Regions from separate parts of the Ovis aries genome. Here region 2 is linked to region 1. A link is a contact called in public Hi-C data. All regions are on one chromosome and are shown on one strand. The core of a region is the stretch at or near the end of the contact, and the rest is flanking DNA. Distances in the headings are between cores, read along the strand shown. Region 1 has its middle 33 kb from the start of ECI2. Region 2 holds the start of FAM217A (family with sequence similarity 217 member A).

What was found. Hi-C and Micro-C count contacts between places; a contact is called where the count stands out from the background.
Region 2: a Hi-C map of tail adipose tissue shows a contact between it and region 1, with 2.9 times the contacts expected there. The contact joins the promoter of FAM217A here to the enhancer-like site in region 1. A contact is called at or near these places in 4 of 16 Hi-C or Micro-C datasets (hypothalamus, liver and tail adipose tissue).

What each region holds. Positions count from the first base shown.
Region 1 is chr20:49,123,926-49,127,159 of ARS-UI_Ramb_v3.0, reverse strand. No RefSeq gene overlaps it. Among named protein-coding and RNA genes, the nearest start is that of ECI2, 33 kb to the left of the region's middle. Within about 2 kb of position 1,694, at least 12 of the 54 cell types and tissues checked have an H3K27ac peak or open chromatin away from gene starts, as enhancers often do. A contact at or near this core is called in tail adipose tissue, where this site is marked.
Region 2 is chr20:49,188,322-49,191,555 of ARS-UI_Ramb_v3.0, reverse strand. It overlaps FAM217A (family with sequence similarity 217 member A), which reads right to left and starts at 1,566. Exons shown (of 5, transcript XM_060403801.1): 1 at 871-1,566.

The DNA.
Region 1 (3,234 bases), core at 445-2,944:
TTGGAAAATTCGGAAAAATGCAGAAGTCTGTCAATCCTATCACCCAAAGATAATCATGACTAACATTTTGGATTTTTACCCTTTTTTTTTTTTTTCCCTATCTGGAGGTATGTGTATTACTTACAGTGTTTGGTGGGCATTTTCCTTTTCCATTTGGTAACCTTGGAAAGCATGGTTTAGAAATGATAGATGGTACTTCGTTATAGAGATGCACCATAATTTACTGAAATTTTAATTGGCATTTGTTTCCCAACCTTCCTACTATTTTAAATAGCATTGCAATAAAGATGATTGTATGTGAAACTTCATGGATCTCTGAATACTTTTCCTTTAGGATTAATCCCTAGAAGTGAAATCTTTGAACTGAAACATATCCATATTTTTAAAGCTTTTGATAAACATGACTAAATTTTTCTGTAAGAACTGTGCACCAATTTGCTATCATATCACAAGTGCATCAAACCCAAAATTTCTTCATGCTGCTGTTGAAAAAAAGTTCTTGACAGTTTGATACACCACAAAGGTATTTCACTATTGTTTGAATTTGCACTTGGGTTATTGCTAGGATGGCTCAATAGCGTGTCGTGCACATAATAGCCAAGAGCATTTCATTTCCTGCTGCTTCCCAGCCTGTTACCATGAGCAGGAAGGGCTTATTCTTCTCAGGTGTCCATGTGACAACTCTTGAAGGAGCTATGGAACTGCAGTTTCTGTCATTGTCAAAGTGGTTTGTCAAGATAATACTTTTAGAAAGCGCACATTTTACGGAGGTGGATTTTATATGGATGCTTAGCATGTTATTTTTAAATGACAAGATTATTTAAAATATTGTTAAATAACGAACGGTCAGCAAATTCTCCCTCACCCCTGCTGATAATAATAACAGCCGTAATTCAGTGTGCACTTACTAAGCACGTTGCCAACAGTGCTTCATTGCACACAGCCTCGTGAAGTCGGCGCTTGTCTCTGTGTTTCCATGACTGAGTGAGCCTCAGATATCCCAGGCATGTTGGCAGAGATCGCAGAGCTGTGGAGGCAGAGCCGAAGCTTGCTGTGACGCCGGCTTTAAAATCTGCCTTCCGACACAGCATGCTGTTTCCTCTGGGGCAAAACGAGGACTCTAGCCAAGGACGCAACATTTCGGATAGTCGCAAAGTGCTCCAGAAGGCAGGGGAAGGATCAGTGTTGTACAGGACTCTGGTGAAGAGGGGGTGGGTGCAGGCGAACACACATTTTGGCAGAAGGTTGCTGCTGGTCACAGGAGCGGGGTCTCCATCAGTGATCTGAGTGCTTTTCTACGGAGATGCAAGAAACTGGGCTCGTGAGAGCTTCTCCTGAAACACAACCATCTGAAGGCTTGTTCTGCCAGTTTCCCCTGGAGCACAGGGGGCCCCGTTCCTGATCTCTGCCCTGAGCTTGTTTCAGGGGGTGTCGAAGGTCAGTGGTGACCTAATCTTGTGACTAATCCTTGCAGAGGCCGAGGGCGAGTGCCAGGTTTCAGGGACTTTTCCCTGCTCCGCGGTTCGTAAGCCTGCTGTGCATTGGGATCAGAGGAGAACTTTTAAAAAGTACTGAAGTCAAGTCGTGTAGTCCAGACAAGTTGAATCAGAATTTTTGAGGGTGGTGCCCAGTGATTTCTATGTTATAAATAAAGGCTTCCTGAGTCGTCACGTGCGGCCAGGGCTGAGAGCCATTGCTAGTAAGTGTCATGCAATGTGGCTAAGAAAACAGCCGTGATCTGTCAGGTTCAAGGCCTCAGTGTTCCCTGCTCTTCATATCCCAGCCTGTGTTTTGGAACAAACCCATTTCTCTGAACTCAATTCAACATTCTTCTTACTAATCCCTCCAGGGCCCCAGCCCCCCAACACCCCGCCTCTGTCTCTCTCTCACACATTCACACATTAGCCCAGAATCTTTGTTCATACAAGCGGTGGTGGGATGCCAGGCTCAAATTAGGGTGCGTTCTCTGGATGCCAAGAGGTAAAACGTTACTCATCCAAAGTCTTCAGGAGAGATCAAGTGAAGAAAGATGATTTGAAAGGCAAACCTTAGGAGAGACTGAATCAAAAGTTTGCCCGGGGGCTTCCCTGGTGGCTCAGTGGTAAAGAATCTGCCTGCCAGTGCAGGGGACACAGCTTCGATCCCTGTTCTGGGAAGATCCCTCGTGCCTCGGAGCAACTAAACCCGCGACCCACAGCTCTGGAAGCCAGTGCTCTAGAGTCCGGAAGCCACAACTGCTGAGCCCGAGCCCTGAAGGGCTGAGGCCCAAGCACCCCCCAGCCCATGCTTGGCAGCAAGAGCAGCCCCTGCGAAGAGAAGCCAGTGCGTCACAGCTGGACGGCAGACCCCTGACAGCGACGCGAGAGAGCCGGGCAGCAGCGAAGACCCAGCACAGCCAAAAAAAAAAAAAAAAATGCATAAAATTATATTAAAAAAGTTTGCCTGAGCGTCTTCCACCCAAAGAAGCAAGACAGAAAAATACCCTGCTGACGAGGTACTGGGGATGGGGAACAGATGATCTGGAAGCAGGGTGTTTTGGGACCCCTGGGGATGCTGGTTCTGAGAGAAAGGGAACCATCCCTGCGGACGGCACTACCTCCTGGCTCAGAGATGTGTTTTCTTCGCTTTTCCTTAACATTAAGGGAAAAAAAAAAAAAGGAATCAAAGTTGAAACTAGGAGACTGCACACACACACATTGAGTTTCCAGCTTAAAAAACACGAGAAGCTTTGGCAACACCCGGCCACTGTTCCCACGTGGTCACAGGGAGAGGCCCTGGGCAGCAAGTTCCCACTGCCAAGGGAAGAGGGGGTCTCCAGCCCCGCCACAGCCCCCACAGGGCTCAGAACATCTGTTTAGGTGAAGTGACTACCAGTACCAACATTGTTAGCATTCGCGGCCTCTGATGGAAGATTCCAAACCAGCCTGGACACGAGGCAGTCTCCGAGCGCCAAGTTTTCATTTGTTGGCTTTTATAGCAGCCTTTGCTTGGCTCCAAACATCCCTACAGGACGTTATGGCTGCAGACCTACAGTTTCTCTCCTTCCCTGACGAGCTGTGTGGTCAGTTCTGGCTCGGGGTCTGAGCAGGGGAGAGACCCCCACTGTGAGCACCATGGCACTTCCCCGGGAACATCATAATGGCCCAGACGCGTCCAGAGGCAGACAGCCCAGCGAGCGTGGGCACACCTCCCGAGGCTGCCCCAAGGCCAAAGTTCTTAGAAAAAGTCAAATGA
Region 2 (3,234 bases), core at 317-2,816, 65 kb before region 1:
AGTCCACGGGGTCACAAAGAGTTGGACAGGACTGAGCGACTTCACCTTCACCTTCAAGGTGCAAAACCACCTGTGAGAGAACAGCCCTACAGTAACACGATAAAGGGCAGCAAACGAAAACTGCCCCACCGAGATCACAGCGAGATCACAGCAAAGACGAATCGAAGTCACCCACCGAGATCACAGCGAAGAGGAAGTGAAGTCACCCACTGAGATCACAGCGAGATCACAGCGAGATCACAGCGTAAGAGGAAGCGAAGTCACCCACCAAGATCATATTGAGATCACAGCGTAAGAGGAAGCGAAGTCACCAGGTAAGGAAGGCCGTTGCCCACGACATCTGCCACATTGTAAACTCCCTACAGGTGGGAAGTGGGCCCTCCTACTTGATATCCACCTGCCTTGCCAATAGTTTTCACAGAAAACATGTAAGGCTATTCAACAGGTGAGGAATCAAGGAGGCATGTTTCATGAAATCCCATTGCAATCAGAAATGTTTGGAGATTTGCAGAGAAGCTGGTTAACTTGTCCTTTGTTAAAGGACATAAAAATGTTCCGGGCAGTCTACGCAGTACTCTGTAACTAAGCGGGAAAAGAAATTGAAAAAAGCGTGGACATATGTATGACTGAACCTCCCTGAGCTGTGCACCCGACACGAACACAACACTGCCGCCCGCCTAAATTCCAATATAAAATTTAAAAAGTTTTTAAAGAGAACTTTTCCGTCTGGTCTTGCGAACGCACCTCGAGGTGGAGTGCACACTGCTCCCAGAGAGAGCAGCAGGGCCCGCGGGGCACCTCGCAGAGGCGCTGAGCGCGGCGGGTGGGTGGGGAGGCGGCGCTGCGCCCCCCGCGCTCCGCTGCACCTACCTCCCAGGGGACGGCCGCGCCCGGGCCGGCGCCGCTGCTCTCACCGGCTTTTCTGCCCATCTTGCTCCTCGGTTTCCTGGGAATCCTGCTCAGGTGTGGGGCAGCACATGGAGGGTGAGGCCCGCGGTTGAGGCAGAGAGAGCGTCCAGAAGTTAAGAAAACGCTTTAGAAGAGGAGAGGCTGGCCTGAGGGCAGGCCGGCTCACAAGAGGGGGTTAACTGGGAACCCAGGCCAGCCAGACAGAGGGAGAGGGGCACAAAAAAGAGAAAACGGGAAGGCCTAAGTGTCAGAAGACGGAAACGAAGGTCTGAAGCGAGAAGGGAGCTACTATCCCATCGGAAGAGTAAAACAAACTGGCGAATCGTCTGGAAGGAAGACACAGGGCCGGGCTGTCTGCTTTCCAGCATTGAAGCCAGGGGCGCCGTTGGAAAGCGGGGTCCACCTTCCGCACGGGCAGCGCAGACGCCCCGCGCCGCCACCCCGCCAAGGGCCTCAGCTCCGCCGAAAGGCCTGTTTCCCACCCCAAACGACCCTGGGCCCGGGCCGCCGCCGCTCGAGGCAGAGCCTGCGGGCGCAGCAAGCGTCACGGCTTTGCCGAGGCAGATTAAGGCGCGGGTTCGGACCCGCTGCAAAAACGCAGACCGACGGCAGCTGCCGCGGAGAGCAGCGCGCTCGCCGGGCGTCTCCGGGAGGGACGCCGCTGGGGGACGCTCGGCGCCCGGGCAGCCGCCAGGCGGGGGCGACGGGGCGGGGTGCCCGGCCTCCTAACGGGGGCGGGAGGGGAGGGGAGGGGCGGGGAGGGGGGCGTCCGGCCGGCCCGGCCGCCTCTTACCGCTCGGCGCCGCTGGCCCCCGGCTCGGCCCCGGCCGCGTCTCCGCGCGCGCTGCCGCCCGGGCGCCCCAGCCGCTCCGCGCGCCCGGCCACCGGCTCGGCGGGCCTGCGGGGAGGACAGAGCGCGGCGCCCCCTTGCACTCCGACCCCCGCCCCGACCTTGACCGCGCCCCCTGACCCCTGACCCTGACCTTGACCCCGGCCCCGCCGCGGCCTCCCGCCGGACCCTGCAGCAGGTCCAGGCTCCATCCTTACCTTCAGCCCGGCCCCGTCCCCTGACCGCAGACCCGACCCCGACCCTGCCTCGCCCAGCCAGCCTGCTCCCTCCTTCGAGACCCCGATTTGGGTTTGCAGTAGGATTTGCTTTCAGTTCGTTGCTCACCTGTTGCATCAGAGTTACTGATTTAAATTTCTCACTCGCTACCTTTTAAACACCTTGAAGATGAGACCGGGCCTTTCTCTGACTGGCAGAGTGCCTGGCATAACAGACAGTCCGTACTGTTTGGGTTAAATTACCCCCGAAGTGACGTTTTTCTGTGTGGTTACTATGTTCAGGCCTCCTGCCCAACGTTTCATAGAGATTAACCAGTGTAACACTCAACAGCCCAGCGAGGGCGGTACTTCTAGGGATTCTTGTTTTATAAATGAGTAACCTGGCCTTAAATATTACATTTCCCAACTTACAATTTCTTGAAAGCTAGTGACTTGGGTACATGTGGGTGTCCACATATTCCTAGCTAACACTGACTAACGTATCTAAGTGGGAAAGGGTTTCCTGTTCTCTGGCTGGAGGACAGAAGCGATGCGTGTATGTGGACACGTGTGTGCGTCTCACACATGTGTGCGCGCGTCACCTGTGTAGCTTGTGCAGCCCCCATCCTTGCTTTCTGTCTCTGCTTTTCCTTTAGCTTCGGAACTTGACCTGCTCCCTAACCCCTTCAGGTCCTTCTGAGCTGTGGCATCCAGGGATAAGCACACCCTCTAAGACCCTCTCTTTTTTTCCTTGACGGAACATATTCTTAAAAACGCTCCTGTTCTCTCTGTTTGATGATTCTTCCTGTCTCTGGAGACTTTTTGAAGGCTTTGCATCAGCATCAAAACCCTGCCTCCCTTCCCCCAAGTTGGTAAGGTTTTTAGCAACACATGTTCAACACAGCAGTGACCGCACAGTCCCCACAGGGTGTTCTGGGAGAGCGAGGGACCAGGCCTCTCGAGGGGCGGCAGGGCCAAGCTGTGGATGTGGAGGGTGCGGGGTGGCAGCCGGGGAGCCTGGGCAGAGCCTGGCTGCAGGCTGGTCTGCCCCTAGTCCAGCCCTGAGAGTCAAGGCGCGGGCTGGACGTGGCTGTTTTCCAGAGCAGCTCAGGTCCTGGGCCAGCCTTCTGGGCCAGCCTTCTGGGCCAGCCCCAGGCCTCTGCGGGATTTGGTTCTGCTGCTCGCCTTACTTCCAACCCGCTCCTCCCTATTAACCCATGAAGCAGGACCAGGTCGCCTCTGTCTCTTGGCACTGGACAAGCTCTTCCGTCGGTCAGGACG